Linked DNA regions of Mus musculus: all the other regions are linked to region 3. The links are chromatin contacts, called in public Hi-C, HiChIP or PLAC-seq and promoter capture Hi-C maps. All regions are on one chromosome and are shown on one strand. Each heading gives the region's core, a stretch centred on a gene start, on an enhancer-like site or on the middle of the called end of the contact. The rest is flanking DNA. Distances are from core to core; before and after follow the strand shown.

Evidence for each region. Promoter capture Hi-C pulls out the DNA fragments that hold promoters and counts their contacts. A called contact is a pair of places that touch in the nucleus more often than the background predicts. HiChIP or PLAC-seq counts read pairs in DNA pulled down with a chosen protein or histone mark.
Region 1: a contact with region 3 is called in a promoter capture Hi-C map of the C10 cell line, with 3 times the contacts expected there. The contact joins the enhancer-like site here to the promoter of Aar2 in region 3. A contact is called at or near these places in 10 of 39 promoter capture datasets (the 3T3-L1 cell line, the C10 cell line, the HPC-7 cell line and 6 more), 2 of 15 datasets of contacts at CTCF or cohesin (large pre-B cells and pro-B cells), 9 of 484 Hi-C or Micro-C datasets (B cells, the Ba/F3 cell line, the G1E-ER4 cell line and 3 more) and 2 of 115 datasets of contacts at active chromatin or transcription factors (large pre-B cells and stem cell-derived neural progenitor cells).
Region 2: a contact with region 3 is called in a promoter capture Hi-C map of the HPC-7 cell line. The contact joins the promoter of Rbl1 here to the promoter of Aar2 in region 3. A contact is called at or near these places in 3 of 39 promoter capture datasets (the HPC-7 cell line, HPC-7-derived erythroid cells, cranial neural crest and 1 more) and 2 of 115 datasets of contacts at active chromatin or transcription factors (T-cell acute lymphoblastic leukemia and embryonic stem cells).
Region 4: an H3K27ac HiChIP or PLAC-seq map of large pre-B cells shows a contact between it and region 3, with 3 times the contacts expected there. The contact joins the promoter of Samhd1 here to the promoter of Aar2 in region 3. A contact is called at or near these places in 1 of 39 promoter capture datasets (embryonic stem cells), 2 of 115 datasets of contacts at active chromatin or transcription factors (large pre-B cells and memory CD8 T cells) and 1 of 9 other capture datasets (adipose tissue).
Region 5: an H3K4me3 HiChIP or PLAC-seq map of embryonic forebrain shows a contact between it and region 3, with 2.7 times the contacts expected there. The contact joins the promoter of Soga1 here to the promoter of Aar2 in region 3. A contact is called at or near these places in 7 of 39 promoter capture datasets (the HPC-7 cell line, cranial neural crest, embryonic stem cells and 4 more), 1 of 484 Hi-C or Micro-C datasets (the G1E-ER4 cell line), 5 of 115 datasets of contacts at active chromatin or transcription factors (differentiating embryonic stem cells, embryonic forebrain, large pre-B cells and 2 more) and 2 of 9 other capture datasets (embryonic stem cells and macrophages).
Region 6: a Hi-C map of CD8 T cells shows a contact between it and region 3, with 2.9 times the contacts expected there. The contact joins the promoter of Cep250 here to the promoter of Aar2 in region 3.

The regions. Positions count from the first base shown.
Region 1 is chr2:157,099,042-157,101,741 of GRCm38.p6, forward strand. It overlaps Samhd1 (SAM domain and HD domain, 1), which reads right to left. Exons shown (of 16, transcript NM_018851.4): 15 at 2,680-2,700; 16 at 1-462. The coding sequence ends at 358. Among named protein-coding and RNA genes, the nearest start is that of Tldc2, 13 kb to the left of the region's middle. Within about 2 kb of position 1,365, at least 43 of the 459 cell types and tissues checked have an H3K27ac peak or open chromatin away from gene starts, as enhancers often do. A contact at or near this core is called in pro-B cells, where this site is marked.
Region 2 is chr2:157,203,283-157,205,982 of GRCm38.p6, forward strand. Rbl1 (RB transcriptional corepressor like 1) reads right to left here and starts at 1,252. Exons shown (of 22, transcript NM_011249.2): 1 at 1,018-1,252. The coding sequence starts at 1,173.
Region 3 is chr2:156,546,192-156,548,891 of GRCm38.p6, forward strand. Aar2 (AAR2 splicing factor homolog) reads left to right here and starts at 1,385. Exons shown (of 4, transcript NM_026661.4): 1 at 1,385-1,692.
Region 4 is chr2:157,133,828-157,136,527 of GRCm38.p6, forward strand. Samhd1 (SAM domain and HD domain, 1) reads right to left here and starts at 1,269. Exons shown (of 16, transcript NM_018851.4): 1 at 1,052-1,269. The coding sequence starts at 1,262.
Region 5 is chr2:157,077,880-157,080,579 of GRCm38.p6, forward strand. It overlaps Soga1 (suppressor of glucose, autophagy associated 1), which reads right to left and starts at 1,386. Exons shown (of 15, transcript NM_001164663.1): 1 at 350-1,386. The coding sequence starts at 1,030. It also overlaps a transcript of Tldc2 not described here.
Region 6 is chr2:155,955,181-155,957,880 of GRCm38.p6, forward strand. It overlaps Cep250 (centrosomal protein 250), which reads left to right and starts at 1,378. Exons shown (of 33, transcript NM_001130000.1): 1 at 1,378-1,477.

The DNA.
Region 1 (2,700 bases), core at 115-2,614, 550 kb after region 3:
GAGAGAGAGAGAGAGAGAGTACAAGAGCATGCACATCTTCTGTGACACACTTCCTATAGCAAGGCCACACTGTCTCGATCCTTGTAATCCTTTCAAACAGTTCCACTCCCTGGTGACCAGGCATTGAATTATATGACCTTATGGGACCATTCTTAGTCAAACCACCACAGGCTAGATAGGAAAAATTTGTTAATGTTACCATTTTTCATTTTGAATGAAAACGAGACCCCCCCACCCCAGCACGAGAATACATTCCAGATACTAAATAAAGGTCATTGGTGGGCCCGGATTATATTTCCTAACTTAATTGTGAAGAGGGAAAGAGGTTTTTGAAAAGAACTAACCGCAGATATTCACTTAAAATTTTAGACATGTTTTTACTTTGGATACTTCTTGGAGGCAAGATGAAGTCTTATTATTCCATTTCAGAGGTGTTATGAGTGGAGCTATAATGTCACCATCCTATTAGAGAGAGAGAGAGAGAAAAGAGAGTCAGGACACAAAGAAAAGCCAGTTTCCATCATTGTATCTGGGCTGTGTCTCAGACACACACACCTCTGTCCTGAACATAGATTGCTTCTACATACACTTCCTCTTGAGAAATTCAAAGCTGTACATGTCCTGTGACTATAAACTAGAAAACACCATAGTCCTAAGCAGACAGAGGTCTCATGGGAAACTGGCTGAGTCACAGGACACAGCTGCCCAGAGCTGCCTGAGTTCACACCCTGCATGGGGCTCACGGGGAGACAGAAGCTATACTGCAGGCTTGCTTCTCTTTTCTCTAGTCTCCTCGAAAACAAATGAGCCAGGTCTGCAAATGGGGGAGGACACAGAGGAGGACAGGGACAAATGACACCCAGAACCCTGGGACCTTTTTCTTTAAATAAACCTCTTAACTTTGGCCCCATTAACACAGCTCCAGCCACATGCACCCTTCCACCCAAGGGTCACACAATGACCCGAGAGGAGGAAGCATGAGCACCAAGGCCCCTGGCCGTGCACGCCTCCTGGAACAAGGCCGGGCTGCCTCTGACCATTCGTCTCAGGTACTCAGCACCTCTTAACCCGCCACTCAAACCCGCCACTCTCGTCTCCTTTCTAGCCCTTGGGTGGAGTCATAGTCTGGAGATGAAGAGGGCAGTGCAGCCTGAGTAGTTTCCCTCCCATCTCCTCTGGCATGGGCTTCAGGGCGTCACCACTCTATGGTTCCAGCTGCTGGAAGGGGCCTCAGCTCCTGGACGCCCACCTGCTCCCTCAGCCTGTCCTAAACTACAGTAAGATCACCCGGGCACTGAGTCACTGTTCCATTTGTTCCTTCGGTTACTTTGGTAACGTCCGGATGTTAAATGTCTTCTGCTGAGCACACCGGATCTGACTGGACAGAGCTCCTGGGAGCTGCTGCTCCTCTCAAAGGCAGCCGCGTTGTAAAGCGCTTACATCACACCTTCGGACTTCAGCTCCAGCAGGTGTTAAGAATGCGAACTGAAAGATTTCACTTGCTCCAGTTCAATGGCTTCAGGCTGCCCCTGGCACACGGATGGCAGGGGGCATCCACCACTCGATGCTGCTCCTGAAAGGGCTCATGGTCTCTGTTAGCTTTTCAGCTTTCCCCGTGCTGTTTCCGTCTCAATGCCCGCCTAATGGCCCTGCTGCTGGCCCTGGAAACAGCCGCTGATCTCTCTCCTCCTTTAGGAGCTGGCCTGTAAGCTTCTCCTGATGCAGGCTTTTCTCATCTAGCCAAGTCTGGCAAGATCTCCTTTGCACCCCAAAGCACGTAACACTACACAATTGCTTTTCACTTGTATGTCTGTGGTACACACTTAGAATGAGACACAGGCACTAAGGAACTATGACCCTCTTAGGTACTGGCTTCATCGTGGTTCCTAACACAGGGCCTGACAAGAAATAGACCATGGTCTAAGGCACTTACCACACACACATTCTATTTCTGTTTTCCTTTAAAAAATAAAAGTGTGTGTATGTTGTGTGTGTCTAAGGTATGTATGTGTGTGTGTGTGTGGTATGTGTGTTGTGTATGATATATGTGTATTCTGTCTATGTATGTGGTATATATGTGGTATGTGTGTGATGTATATGTGTAGTGTGTGTGTGCTGAGTGTGATATATGTGTATTGTGTCTATCTATATGTGTATGTGCAGGGGGTGTATATGTGTCTTGTGTGTGTGCGGGCAATCTTGACTGTGCAGGCACAAACTCCTCAACCTCTTTTAGAATTTTCCCTCGGCATTTCTTATTTTATGAGTATGGTACCCACGGAGGCCAGAAGAGGGCATCAGATCCTCTGGAACTGGAGTTACAGCTGGTTGTGAGCCGCATGTGGCTGCTGGGTGCTGGGAATTGAATCAGGGTCCTCAGCCATCTCTCCAGCCCCACATTGCTACAATTTAAATGAGAACTTCTCAGTGGATAAGAAGGATCACTTTCGGGCTTTCCTTAAAGATTGAAAAGTACACCAGGCACCTCTGTGGCTGCATCCCTACACTCGCATCTTGGGAAGCGAGGCAGGGGACCTGAAACTCAAGGCCAACCTCGGCTACACAGCAAAGTTGAGACCAATCTGAGCTACATAGGACCCTGTCTCACCCCAACTCCAGGTTTCTTTTTTTTTTTTCTTTTTCTTTTTTAATGTACGAGGATGAGCGAGCGTCCCCCACCTGTGGCTTGGTGAAGTCCCT
Region 2 (2,700 bases), core at 2-2,501, 660 kb after region 3:
CTGTAAAGACAAATTTTATATATGTGTGTGTGTGTGTGTGTGTGTGTGTGTGTGTGTAGTCTCAGGTACTTTTCTCTCATAGGAGTATAGACATGTGTACAACAGTTGCTCCCTATTTCCTACTCCCTGACCAGCAATTATTTCGCTGGCAGTCTGAGTCAGAGGAATCCTATATGTGAATCCTGCCCATGTGTATAATGAAAGCTTTTGTACATCTCAGTTAGATGCTGAAATAGTCTGTCTCGATACCCCCTGGGTATATATATATATATGTATACACACACACACACACACATATATATCATTAACATATGTGTGTGTGTTACTGGGAATACCTAATAATGATAACAAGCACCATTTATTTTATTCAGAGCCAGATACCACATCAATCGTTAGAGCAACGGCCTGGCAGAGAGGAACGTGGGGCTGAGAAGAGCTTTGTGTGTGCTGACTTTGATCTATCTAACTACAGTGCATGGTATAAACGAACTAACTGCTACACTCGATTAGGTGGAAGAATGGAGGAGTTAAAGGGCTCAAACTGCTGTACCAGGTTGCATGGCAAACTGCGTCACCTTGGGCGCTAAATTAACTTCTTACCGACCCCACTTTCTCCCTCTGTGGAATGGGGATCCAGTGGTGTTTCAAACGAGTTGGGGAAGACATAATCAAAGGGCTGAGCAGCGATGAGTAATTCATTTTACCGCGGGATCAGGTCTGATCGATTTAACGGCAGCACCGCGCCGTTTGGGGCACTGGGCGGCGCGCAGAAATCAAGTTTGAAAGTTGGGAGCCTAGGGAACCCCCGCAGAACCGGCGGCTCACTTTCCGATCTTCGGTTTCCCGCCTCAATCCAAATGGGTGGGTTGGCCGAGCTACACCCACCCTTCCCTCCCCGCACTCCTCGGAGACCCTCGTAGGTGGGGAACTCCCACCGCCCGATAGGCTTGGGGCGGGGGCGGGCCGGGGGTGGGGCCTGGCGAGGGTCGGGGCCGCCGCCCACCTGCCGCCGCTCACCTCTAGGCTGTAGTTGCCGCGGATGGCCGTGAAGTCATCCAGGGCTTCGGCCGCGCTTCCCTCGTCCAGGTTCAGTTCCTGGCACAGGGCCTGCAGCGCCTCCCTGGCCGCGGCGACCGCCGCCGCCCCCTCGGCGTGGGGCTCGTCCTCGAACATATCCCCCTCCGGCCCGACGGGCGGCGCGACCGGCTTCGGGGTTTTCTTTTCCCTCCCGGCGAGCTACCCACAACCCCCCGCGACAAAGCGCGCGAAAATCGCCTTCTTGAGCTCGCCTTCCCTTCATCGTCTGCCTCCGCTTTTCTTCTCAAAAAGTCCCTTTCTCCTCTGGAGCCCGCAGCAGCCCGTCTCCCGGAATGGGATAAGAAGATGGACCTCGGACTCTAACGGAGATCTAGCTCGGGCCCTGGGTGGGCAGCTGCGGGGCTCCGGGCCGCGGGGACGGACGTGAGAGAGCGGGGCGGAAGGATCCGAGCCGGTGCTGAGGCTGCCGGGACTGTAGCTCGCGCCCCGCGCTCTCCACCGCGGGTTCCCTGGTGTGGGTGACTTGGGACTGCGAGTCCGTTCACGCTAGTGGGAAGCCTTCTCCATGACACTGTCCTGTGGACCCTAGGTTTGTCAGCTCCCCGGCGCGCCTCCAGCCCGCTCTCACTGAGCTTTGACCCTCGATGGAGGTGGAGGCGGGAGCTGCCGAAAGTGGCTTCTTCACGTAGAAGCGCCACGTCAGAGACTCCCAAATCTCGCCAGAAAGGGATGCAGGGACAAGGGTTTGGGGTGACGGGTCTCAGCCTCACTCCCAGGATTCTGGAAACTGTCCCAGTAAATAGTCGTTTCAGGAATAGAGATGGTCCTCGCGCTTACCTGAAAGGTGTTTTTAAAACCTAAACTAGAACCTGATCGTTTTCACTCAGAATCCTGCACGAGATCATTTTTTGTCTTTAAAATACAGAAAAATAATAGCATTCAGATGCACCAGGTAACTCGTAACCTTGGGAATATCAAGCTAGTTCTCAGTCGCAGGAGGCTTTTCTCCGTGTGTGAAAATGCTATTGTGCATATCTTTGCATACCTTGCTCTTCATCATTTAAGTCTAATTTTAACCTTCTCAGGCCATTACTGAGCAGTACATCTATAAGCTGACACCTAACTTCTATTTCATCGTCTCCATTGTACCTTATCTGAAATTGTCATACTTATTGATCAGCTCTTCCAAGAGAGTTGGATGGTAGGATAGAATCGTTTGCCTTCACTGTATTCCCTGATTTGGATTATTTCTCTTCTACACTAAGGACTTGGGGCAGTGTGTTTGAAAATTACAGAGTAGTCCTTGTTTGGATGAAGGAGTCACTAGAGAAGAAAACAGGGACGTCAAGGCAAGTTATGAAGGAGTTCCTATGCCCCACTAAAGCCTCATGGTATACTCAAAGCAGAGATTTTAACATGTTAATGATGATTAATTTGTTTTGGACAAAATCCACTGCTGCGGGTATGGCCTCGTGGAGACTACCAAGTTTGGAGGTAGTAGAGTGTTGTCTTACATGACGTATCGGAAGGAATCGTTGAATTAAAATACAAAGGTGTACTGCTCAAGGAAGAGTCCTGATATAGGGAGATGGAAAGCTCTCTAAATCCCTAATAGGCAAATGACAACAGACCAAAGAAATAGCTCCAGCCTCATCTAGCTTT
Region 3 (2,700 bases), core at 135-2,634:
ATTGTAGCTACAGCCAGTCTTGGTAAAGTCACCCGAAGAAGAGACTGAAGGCCTTTGAGAATCCTGCCTTTATAGATAAACAAGCTTACAATCAGGTCGGGAAAGTTGGCAGTACAAGATTAGAGGAGGGTCACATCTTGGCTATGGTTAGTGAGGAGATTAGAAGTAGTATCTATGTATCTCCCAGTAGCTCTGGCTCATGGTGGAGTTCTGATGTACAGAACCACTGAGCACAAGGTTAGTGTACTGGCTCTTCCTGGTTGTCAACTTGACTATATCCGGAATGAACTACAATCCAGAATTGGTAGGCTCACAGTGACCCTAATCTGGAGGCTGGGAGATGCAAGTGTCTGACCTGGATAATGGCATGGAAATCTTGAGGCATAGTGGTTATGAATCCGAGAAGATTAAGACAGGGGAGATCTCTGAGTTTAAAGTCATGTGGGACAAAGCAAGTTCCAGATCCAGGTGTGATGGCACACACCTTTAATCTGGGCACACACTTTCTGCTGGAGACCTACATAAGGACATTGGAAGAAGGAAGATTCTCTCTCTCTCTTGTTCACCTGCTTGCCTTGTGGGACTGAGCAACTGCTAGATCCTTGGATTTCCATTCACAGCTGCTGCTCACCATTGTTGGAGAGCTGGACTACAGACTGTAAGTCATCAACAAATTCCCTTACTATATAGAGACTACCCATAAGTTTTGTGACTCTAGAGAACCCTGACTAATACAGCAAGGCCTATGGATAGTCATTTACTATACACATCATTTGATTTGTTATTAAATACACAGTACATTTATGAGGGCTATGTGCTAGGTTCTAAGGAAATAGAGAAGAAAAAGACAGTCAGGTTTCCTCACTCAGTGCACATTTATAGCTTGACTGCTGTATTCTGTAAGGCCTGGAAAACACTGGGTGGTCATTTCCAGAGGAACTGCTGTGTTTGCGTTTGAAGGGACTGGTTCTCCCTTCAGGCAACAGCCTTGGTTCTGAAACTAGGGATGAATGTGTCTGGAAGCCGGGACTTGGAGATAATAGGGAACTTTTGACATGGTGACCGGCATAGGAAATGTGGCTAAAGAGGACCAACCATGACTGAGCCAGTCTGTGGCTACTGTGTGCCAACACCTGAACCATGCTTTGGCCAGCCCGTGTCTGCTTGAGACCAAAAGGACTGTGGATGGTGAGTATGTTTCTGGACGGGGATATAAAGTGGATAGTTTAATTAAAGTCGTTATTTATAATTCGGGAAGTAAAACGAAACAGTAAGAAGAAAATGAAGTGCTTATCGTGAGGAACCTGGAAGCACGGGCCATTTCTTCTGAGACTCGGGGCTCCGCCGGACTACTTTTTCCGTAGCACCTATCCGGCACCAAAGCAGCCGAACTTCCGTCCCGTTTCCGCGGAACCGGAGCTTGAGGTGCTACGGTGAGTGTCGGCCCTCGGTGCGCCTTTCGGCCTCCGGTTTCCTTGTGTGTGGTCGGGCCACCTCGCTTCTTGTCTCAGAATCGCGCTGGCGGAGTCTGGCTTTGTGAGCTGGTGTCTGAGGAGGCCTTTCTTCCTGAGAACCCGTCCCTGAGGACACCGTGGTCAGGGTCTCTGGGGCTCCCGAAGGAACTTCCCCCCACACCCCTTTAACTGTAACCAGAGAACGAGACTCACTCGAGCTGGATCTGCGTGGCTTCCGGTAAGTCACCTACCCGGCTTCCTGGCTTTATTTAAAGTGCATATTATCGTAAGTTAAAAAAAAAAAATTAAGCTTCGTGTGTATGCTAGGCATCAGGGACTCGAGTCTTGTGGGCATGACAGTCTTCAACCAAGTACACAAAGTTACACACCTGTCCCTGGAACTGAACGGCAACAGGGTAGCCAGAGTGTCATCACCAACATTTGACTTAGTCCCGGGTCGAGGAGGCTTTACTAAGATTAAAAAAAGAAAAATAATTGTGTGACCAAGTGCTATGGGTAGAGTTTTCTCTGGTGTGAGGGTAAGAAAGAAGCCAGTGTGGTTAGAACAATCCTTCGGATTGGGGTGGTATTAAATTAGCTGAAGAGTTGCCCAGGGAAATTCATGCAGCGTTTTCGGGCCATTCCCTAAAGCCAGATAGAGAACGCATTGAGGACCAAGTACTCTCCACTCTTGGAAGGCGGTGAATACGCTGAGGAGTTGTCTCTGTATTGCAGGCTTGTGAAGAGTATTCGTTTGTGTTTCAGACTTTTTTTTTTTTTTACTGTGAACTACAGTCACAAGACTTTTATGCTGTGATCACATGTATATACAAGCACATGTCTTCTTGGAACCATTCCTATCCTTGTTACTTGTGGCATTCCAATAGCTTAAAAGTTCTCTTCTTGGTGCTGGAGAGATGACTTGGTGGTTAAGAGACTTGTCTGCTCTTCCAGGGGACCTGGACTCAGTTCCTAAGGGCGCCATGGTGCTAAACCCACCTCTAACTCCAGTGTCAGGGAATTCAGCATCCTCTTCTGGCTTCTGTGTAACTTTTCTCATTATTTCAGATAGCTTTCTGTCTAAAAATGATTTCCTTCCTTCTTTCTTTCTTTCTTTCTTTCGTTTTGTTTTGTTTTGTTTTTTCGAGACAGGGTTTCCCTGTGTAGCCCTGACTGTCCTGGAACTCACTTTGTAGACCAGGCTGGGCCTCGAACTCAGAAATCCTCCTGCCTCTGCCTCCCAAGT
Region 4 (2,700 bases), core at 19-2,518, 590 kb after region 3:
CTCTTCTGTAGAGGGAGAGAAAAAGAGAAACGTGAGTTCCTATTTTTAAGCTTTCTTTCTTTTTTTTTTTTCCCCCAGAGCTGAGGACCGCACCCAGGGCCTTGCGCTTGCTAAGCACTCTACCACTGAGCTAAATCCGCAACCCCTTTTAAAGCTTTCTTAAAGTCAGTCCTTCAGTTAGGCACAAGGGGCTCCACCCCACAAGAAGTAAAGTTCACTGAATTTGAAAATCATAACCACGGAGGGGCCACTTTCCAAGCGAACACCTCCGGGGATCGATCATGCAAGGGGTTAAGCTTCACAGCCACCAACCAAGAAAAAAAAAAAAAAAAAAAAAAAAAAAAGTTGAGCAGATTCAAAGTGTTGACGGGAGCAAGACCAAGAACCAGAAGCATCCCTTAAAATTCTTAAAATTCTTGAGTGGCCAAGTTGTGGAATGTTGGGGTTTCAGTGAATAACTTGCTCTTATGTTGGAAGAGAAATTCCCTTAGTAGCACTCTGCAAATACAATGAGCACATACTGAACCCTACTAGGCTATTATGATAGTCAGTGAGAATCCAGAGATTAAGCACCTTCCCTCCCCTTTAAGGAAAACCCCAAATTCCGGGACCAGCTTCAGAGTTAAACTTAAAAGCGCTCAAAATCTCTCATGGGGCCAAGTGTTCCGGGAGCTGCGGTTAGCACAAAAGGGTCTCCCAAGCCAGGTGAGCCTGAAAGACCGCAAGCCACAGCCGGAGGTCTGGGGTAAAATCTTCTAAGAAGGGCGGGGATCGCTCCTGGCAGAAGTGACAAGTTCCCGAAAAGACCCTTCTACCAAACCTCCCTGGGCCTCTACTAGGTTCGCCGCCCAGAGTGAACCGATGGGCTTGCACTTCACCTGTGCCCACCTCGGGTAGCCCGTGTGTTCGCATCCCGACAGGGCGCCTCCTTCTCCAGCGGCGGGTTCCCGCCAGCCGCTTCCCCCAGAGACCTCCCCCTTAGGATGCCTCCCATGTGGACTCTCCCTGCTCGGCCCCACGGTGGCCATCCTTCGTCCCTCAGGCCCGCTACCTCTGAAGATGTCCAGCACTTTCTTCTCTCGGAAACCACGATTCTCTAAGAAGGAGCACACGTCCTCCGGTTCCCAGGTTCGGAGGTCGGTGTTTTGGAAGTCGTCGTCTGCAGACAGATTAGCTGTTGCAGGAGGAGTGCTCGGTGGCGTCCTTGGGCTGCCATCGCAGCGGGGTCGCTTAGCTGGCTGCTCCAAGGGTGCGCTCTGCATGGCTACCTCCGACACCCGGGGCTGCGAAGTTAAGTACCGCGGCACCGGCTCGCGCGCAGCCGCACTGACACCACACCCCAAAAGTGAGTCCATTCAGTTTTGCCAGCCTCCAGGCCTACTGCGCAGGCGCCCCGGACATCAGCCCTGGGAGCGTGGCCTCCCCGGGGCGCTCGCGCCCGGCCCATTGCGCAAGCGCAATGCCTACGCGATCGCCCTCAACTCCGCCCTTGTGTTTCTCCGAAAGGGTGGTGTTATTAGAAAAGCAAAACTGAGTTGTGGTTAAGAGTGGAGACTTTAGTGAGGACAAGGCCAAAGAGGGCATCTGGGGCTAAGGAAGGTTCACCACGCTCCAGATTAAAAAGGTCTTCTGGTGAACTGCAGGTATCTTCCTGAAACAAATACGTTTTGCCAGGTTTCAAACACCCCAAGCTGTAAACTTGTTAAAATAAAATTAAAAACAAAAAACAAAAAAACCCTATAAGGCAACAAAGCTGCCACTCCTATCCCAGAGCAGAAAACAAGGGACTGGCCCAACTGGAAAACCCTGAAGTGATTGCCAGCTGGTTGTCGGACTGTCCTGTTAGATTCCACATTCACAGTTAGTTGGCAGCAGACCGCCCTATTATTTCCAAATAGACAGTATTTTTACTAATTACTAGTCAGTGTCCAAATAGCAGGCTTTCTTTTTTTTTTTTTTTTTTTTTTTTTTTTTTGGCGTTAAGCCATTTTGGGACAGACCCCAAACTTCCCCATAAATCTTTATCCACCCATTACTAGTACAACGACCACTAATTTACGACACCTCTTCAGAAACCAAGACACATACACATCTAGGTATTTTAACGTCAGGCAGTACAAATGAGATGTTTAGTGGTGAGCCCGACAGCTGTAAGTGATGCTTAGGCATAAAATACAAGCTTGAGAGCCGGGTGTGGTGGCGCACGCCTTTAATCCCAGCATTTGGGAGGCAGAGGCAGGCTGATTTCTGAGTTTGAGGCTAGCCTGGTCTACAAAGTGAGTTCCAGGACAGCCAGGGCTACACAGTGAATCCCTGTCTCGAAAAAACAAAACCAAAAACAAAACAAGCTCGAGGCCCGATGTTCATTACCCAGCAACAAACAAACAACAGACAAACTAGAAATCGGATGAACCAAAATATTCTTAGCAAACAGTGCTGATGTGATCAGGGCCCTGTTCTAAAGGCTTTACAAACATTCATTTAACGAATTTCAGATGTAGGAAAGTGAAGTATAAAAGCTGGGAGAGAGGGCTGGAGAGATGGCTCAGTGGTTAAGAGCACTGACAGTCCTTCCAAAGGTCATGAGTTCAATTCCCAGCAACCATATGGTGGCTCACAATCATCTGTAATTGGATCCTATGCCCTCTTGTGTTGTGTCAAGGACAGTATGGTCATATACATAAAATAAATAAATAAATC
Region 5 (2,700 bases), core at 136-2,635, 530 kb after region 3:
CGGTTTCCCTGGCAGCCTAACACACGGACATTGGTTCCAGAACAGAGAGCCGAGAAAGCCTGCTGATCTGGGACCGGGGTCCTGGGCAGGTTAGAGGGGGGGAAGGTCAGCCTTGGCTGACTATCCCCACTCACCCATCAGAACGTGTCCTCTAAAACAGTTTTACCGCGGGTGGGAAAGTGCACATTGGGGTCCTTTACTCGGTGTCTTATCCATAATCCTCCTCACCGGAAAAGTGGGAAGAGAAGGTGGGGCACTCTCCCTGCTTGGTCAGCGCCCTGGACTCTTGAGCCCGGATGACCAGTCCTCTCCCGCCCCTGCGCCTCCCCCATCCCCCCCAGGTCCCCACCTTGAGATAGTCGTTCTCGGAACGCAGCTCTTCCAGCTCCCGCACCAAGCCTCCGGGCCCACAGTCCAGCATCTCCTCGGTGAGGTCGGAGAAGGCTAGCGAGGCGCTGAGTGGCAAGCGGCTGCTGCCCACCGACGATGCGGCCACCGACGGCTCATCCGGGGAGGCGGGAGGCCGCGGAGGCTGCTGCCCCGACTGCGCTGGCTGGGGCGGCTGCCCGGTGCGGGTCCCCGCCGGGCCGCCCGCCGCAGACTCGGCGTCGCTGCTCAGCGCCAGCTCCAGGCCCAACTGGCGCGCCTCCTCCGACGCGCAGTCCGACACCTCGGAGCTACTGTCCGTGAGGCTGGGCGGCGGCGGCGGCGGGCGGGGCCCGGTACCGGGACGAGGGCGACCCTTGGCGCGGACCCCCGTGCGCACCCCGGCCACCCGAGGCCCCGTGCCTCGGGTACCAGGAGCCACCGCGCGCCCCTTCTTGTCGGGCCTCGCCGAGGACGCGGTGCCACAGGCTGTAGCGGAGCCCGGGCCTGTGCCGCGGCGGCCTTTGGCCAGAGACCAGCCGGCCACGTCCTTGGGCCGGGCTGGTGATGGCGCGCGGTGGCTTTTCTTCCTCTCCGCGGCGGGCGCGGGCGCAGGCGGGGGGCCGTAGCCCCGCGCCGATGACTCTCCCGCTGGCGTCTCCATCGCGGCCTCCCCGGGTCTCAGCGAGCGGCGCGCATGGCCCGGGAGTGGCCGGCTTGGGTGTCCCTGCGGCGGGTCTCGGATGCGCTCCCGCCGCTCAGGCCGCGACTGCGCTCCGGTCTCCTGCGTCCGGGGGCTGCGCTCGGGCCCTGCCCCGCGCCGCGCGGCCTCTCCGCCACTCGGTGCTCTCAGCGCGCGGCCCGATCTCCTCCAGGCGCCGCGACTCCGACTCCGGCTCCGCCCGGTGCCCGCCCCCTCCGCCTCGCCGCGCCCCCGGAGTGCGCCCGGACCCCGACTGCAGCCTGCTCGGCGATCGCCGCCTCGGACTCCCAGTCCGGCTGAGGCCAGGGCCCCGGCTCCGCCCGGCGCGGCCCGCCCCCCACGCAGCCCCGCCAGCTCCCCGCCCCGCCGCCTCGGCTCGGGGGCGCGCGGCTCGGCGAACAAAAGGCGGACGCGGCGGGAGCAGCGGGGAGGGACGCGAGCGGGGAGCGAGGGAGGGATCCGCGAGGCAACAGCGACCCCCTCGAGGGTCAGGCGGGCCCGGGCAGCCGCGGCCTCGGCTCGCTCCCGCCGCTCCGGGCCGCCGGCCGCTCCTCTGCGGGCTGGGGGATCACACCCGGCCGAGGAGCCTGGAAGCCCGGCGTCGCCGTAGGGGCCTCGTGGACGACAGGAGAGACTATTCCCTGGCAGAGGCCCCGCGGACCTCAAAGGGCCGGAGCCAGCATCCATGCACACCCAGCACCGCGCCGCGCGCCCCTTGTGGGTGCTGAGCCTGCGCGAACTCCGCCCCCTTTAACTGGGCATGACAAACGACCCCATCCTATAGAACCTTAAACTGAACACGACCTGGCACGCGGTCGGTTCTTGGTCTGAGAAGGAAGCAGGATGGATCCTACAGAGTATGCTGGACTCCTTTTGCCTCGTCTATCTGTCCGCTGCCATTGGAACCGTGGCGTTCCGCGTGCATCTTGGATCTTGCACACCCTAGTTGCCTATGAACCCGGGCATAGTCTTGTCTCCCCGACCCCAATTTCATGGTCTTTGCGATTAACTTCAGGCTGTGCCTTGAGGATGCCAGACCGTTAGGTGCTTAGGGGGCAGGTTCTAGGCCGGTTAGGGGCTGGCATGGGACTGTGACCCTGAATACCAACAGGGTCAGATTGACTCCACCACAGACTCCAAGGCCCCAGTATTGGTGGGCATGGTTTCTTTCCTCTTGAGCTATTCAGGCTATCAGAGTTAATTTCTCAGAATCCCTTACACCTTCCTCACCTCTGCCCTCTCCACACTGTGCCTAAACCATAGTAAGTTCTTTGGCCCTGGGAAGGCACTCATCAGCATGGTAGCTGCCCAGTCTCTTGCCACCCAGAAGGTAGCTCGTACACACACACACACACACACACACACACACACACACTATGCAGCCTCTTTTTCTTCCTTTAGACCCTTCTCGGTCTTTCTCTCCCCTTCTCTTTTCCCCCTTCTTTTCCATGGGTTCCTCGTCCTCCTCTTCTTCCCTCATCTTTACTTTGGCTCCTCCCCTTTCTCCTAACCTGACCTACATCATGGCCAACTAGTTCAAGGTCTACTCCTTTTTCTTTTATTGACCCACCATCCACCTCGAAGTACAAGCAGGTCTGCCTAGCACCTGGGAACCCTGAGGACCCTGGGGA
Region 6 (2,700 bases), core at 128-2,627, 590 kb before region 3:
CCACCTCGTGTCTTGGTATATACTGAGATGATTCATTTCTTTGTTTTTGCTTATTTGTTTGTTTTGTCTCTACTAAAATTATAACCAACTGGGAATCAAATAAAAATTTAATGCTGGCCTGGAGAGATGGCTCAGGGGTTATATAGCAGTGACTGCTTTTCCAGAGGTCCTGAGTTCAATTCTCAGCAACCTCATGGTGCTCACAACCATCTGTAATGGGATCGGACGCCCTCTTCTGGTGTGTCTGAAGACAGCTACAGTGTACTAATATAAATGAATAAAAAATTCACACACACACAAAAGAAAGAAAGAAAGAAAGAAAGAAAGAAAGAAAGAAAGAAAGAAAGAAAGAAAGAAAGAAAGAAAGAAAGAAGGGAGGGAGGGAGGGAGGAAGAAAGAAAGGAGGGAGGGAGGGAGGAAGAAAGAAAGAAAGAAGGGGAAGAAGGAAGGGAGGGAGGGAGGGAGGGAGGGAGGGAGGGAGGGAGGGAGGAAGGAAGGAAGGAAGGAAGGAAGGAAGAAAGAAAGAAAGAAAGAAAGAAAGAAAGAAAGAAAGAAAGAAAGAAAGAAAGAGAGAAAGAGAGAAAGAGAGAAAGAGAGAAAGAGAGAAAGAGAGAAAGAGAAAGAAAAGCCGGGCAGTGGTGGCGCACGCCTTTAATCCCAGCACTTGGGAGGCAGAGGCGGGCGGATCTCTGAGTTTGAGGCCAGCCTGGTCTACAGAGTGAGTTCCAGGACAGCCAGGGCTACACAGAGAAACCCTGACTCGAAAAACCAAAATAAATAAATAAATAAATGAAAAAAATCAATGCTAAGAAAATGCGTCAATAATGATTGTACAATATATTATCAAAATAACTCCCCGTTCCTAGCGGAACGCAGTCAAGTAGCGGTAGTCATAACCGGACAAAGTAGCCAACGACACAGTTGTTTGCGAATGTTCTGTTTCCTGGGGCTGCGTGGAGGATCAGTAAAGATCTAAAGCTGAGACATTCGTTTGCCCAGATTTAACTGGAGCTAGGTGCTTTCACCCAGTTACTGTACTTGGCTTTGTTGGTGAGACAGTGCGCAGGTGCACCGAGACCTTGGCTACACGCATGCGCAGTACTTAACTCTGAAGCCACAGGCGGGAGCTTACGGGCGAGTGTTTCTTCTCCACCTCAGAACGTTCAGTGCTAGAATTCAGAGACGGTGACTGTCTTTACTTTTGGAGAGCGACCTTGGTCTCACTATATCCCCCCCTTTCCTTTTGGGCTTCTCTAGTAAGTTGGCTGCCAGTACTTAATATGGCGAGAGGTTTGCAGCGGCGCACTCATTCCCGGCGCTCGGCTGGACTGGGCTGGGCGGTTCCCCACGAAAGGGCGGGAGTTTGACGGGCGGGGCCTGGCCTCCAGACTGAGGGCGGCCCCAGGCCGGGCCTGCAGGTTGCTGCAGCGGCCTCGGTAGCTGCGGAGCGCTTCGGGATCCCCGGGAACCGACTCTGGTGAGGTGGGCAGGGGCAGGCGGGAGGCGCTGAGCGTAACGGTCCGAGGTCCAGGGCCTGGGCGCCCGCGGGGATGTCGCCTGGACAGCGGCTTCCTGTATCCCGGGAGGCACCCCGGGCCCAGAGAGGGGCTGGGACCTGTCCCAGTGGTCGGGGCCTGCCTGCCTCAGTTTCCTGCTGCAGCCGCCGCCCAGAGAACCTCACACTCGGGTGGCCCACTGTCGTAGCCCGGAGCTGACGGGATGAGATGCTGCGCGCCCTGCGGATCACGCTCCGTGCACCCGGGAGTTTTGCAGCGCCCTGTGCTCATACGGCTTTGCATGTGATCTTCCCCTGAAAGTCCGCTCTCAGCCCACTGCCCCATTATCAGAACTTTGATTTTTCAGAACTCAAAGATCACTTCTTTAAAAATCTTTCTTGAGGCCTGCTCCAGGCTCAACTGATCAGATTCTTGCCTTTTGCGAACTTTGCCCAAGTCAGTGTTCTGCCACTCTTTCTTGTTCTGGGCTTGTTAGAAATCATGTCCTTTTTTTTCAACTCTTATGCCCTATGATGACTACTAGTAACTAAAAAAAAGTTACTGAATAGTCGAAAGATGACAGCTCTATTAAATGCATTACCTACAAAGGCCCCTTTAATCCATGCAGCGATCTATGGTGTGCGTTCTGTATATTCACGTTTTATGCACGAAGAAACAAGCACTTATAAATCAAGTTTCACAATGAGCTAGAACCCCCTACGAATATTATGACTTAACTAGATTGCCTTTAGTTTGCTGTTTATACGTTAGCCTGTAAGATATGGAGGTCAGGGTTGCAACTCACGTTTCAATAAAAGGGCTGCTTTTTTTTTTAACCCAGCGTCTTATGCAGCCAGTCAGTGTTGAGATTTCAGGCCTGTGAGTCTAGGCTGGGCCCTGAGAAAGCTTATGAAGTAGGATTGATAATATTACCAAATCGATAGTTTTCTTAACAAAAATCAAGGCCAGCTCTGCACTGTCTTACTGGTACATCTACACCCTGTGCTGCAGGAACATATTGTCACATTTTGCTCAAATTACCTCAGAAAGCTTCAGGTGTGGATGTCATTAATTCATTCCCCTTAGGAAATGCTCTGCAGTGCTGTGAGTTTTATATTTTTTGATTTTGGCAGCTAATGAAATGAGAATAGAATTTGGAATTGAATTAGACTTTGATTTCCGCTTTGCTACTAACCAGTTGCGC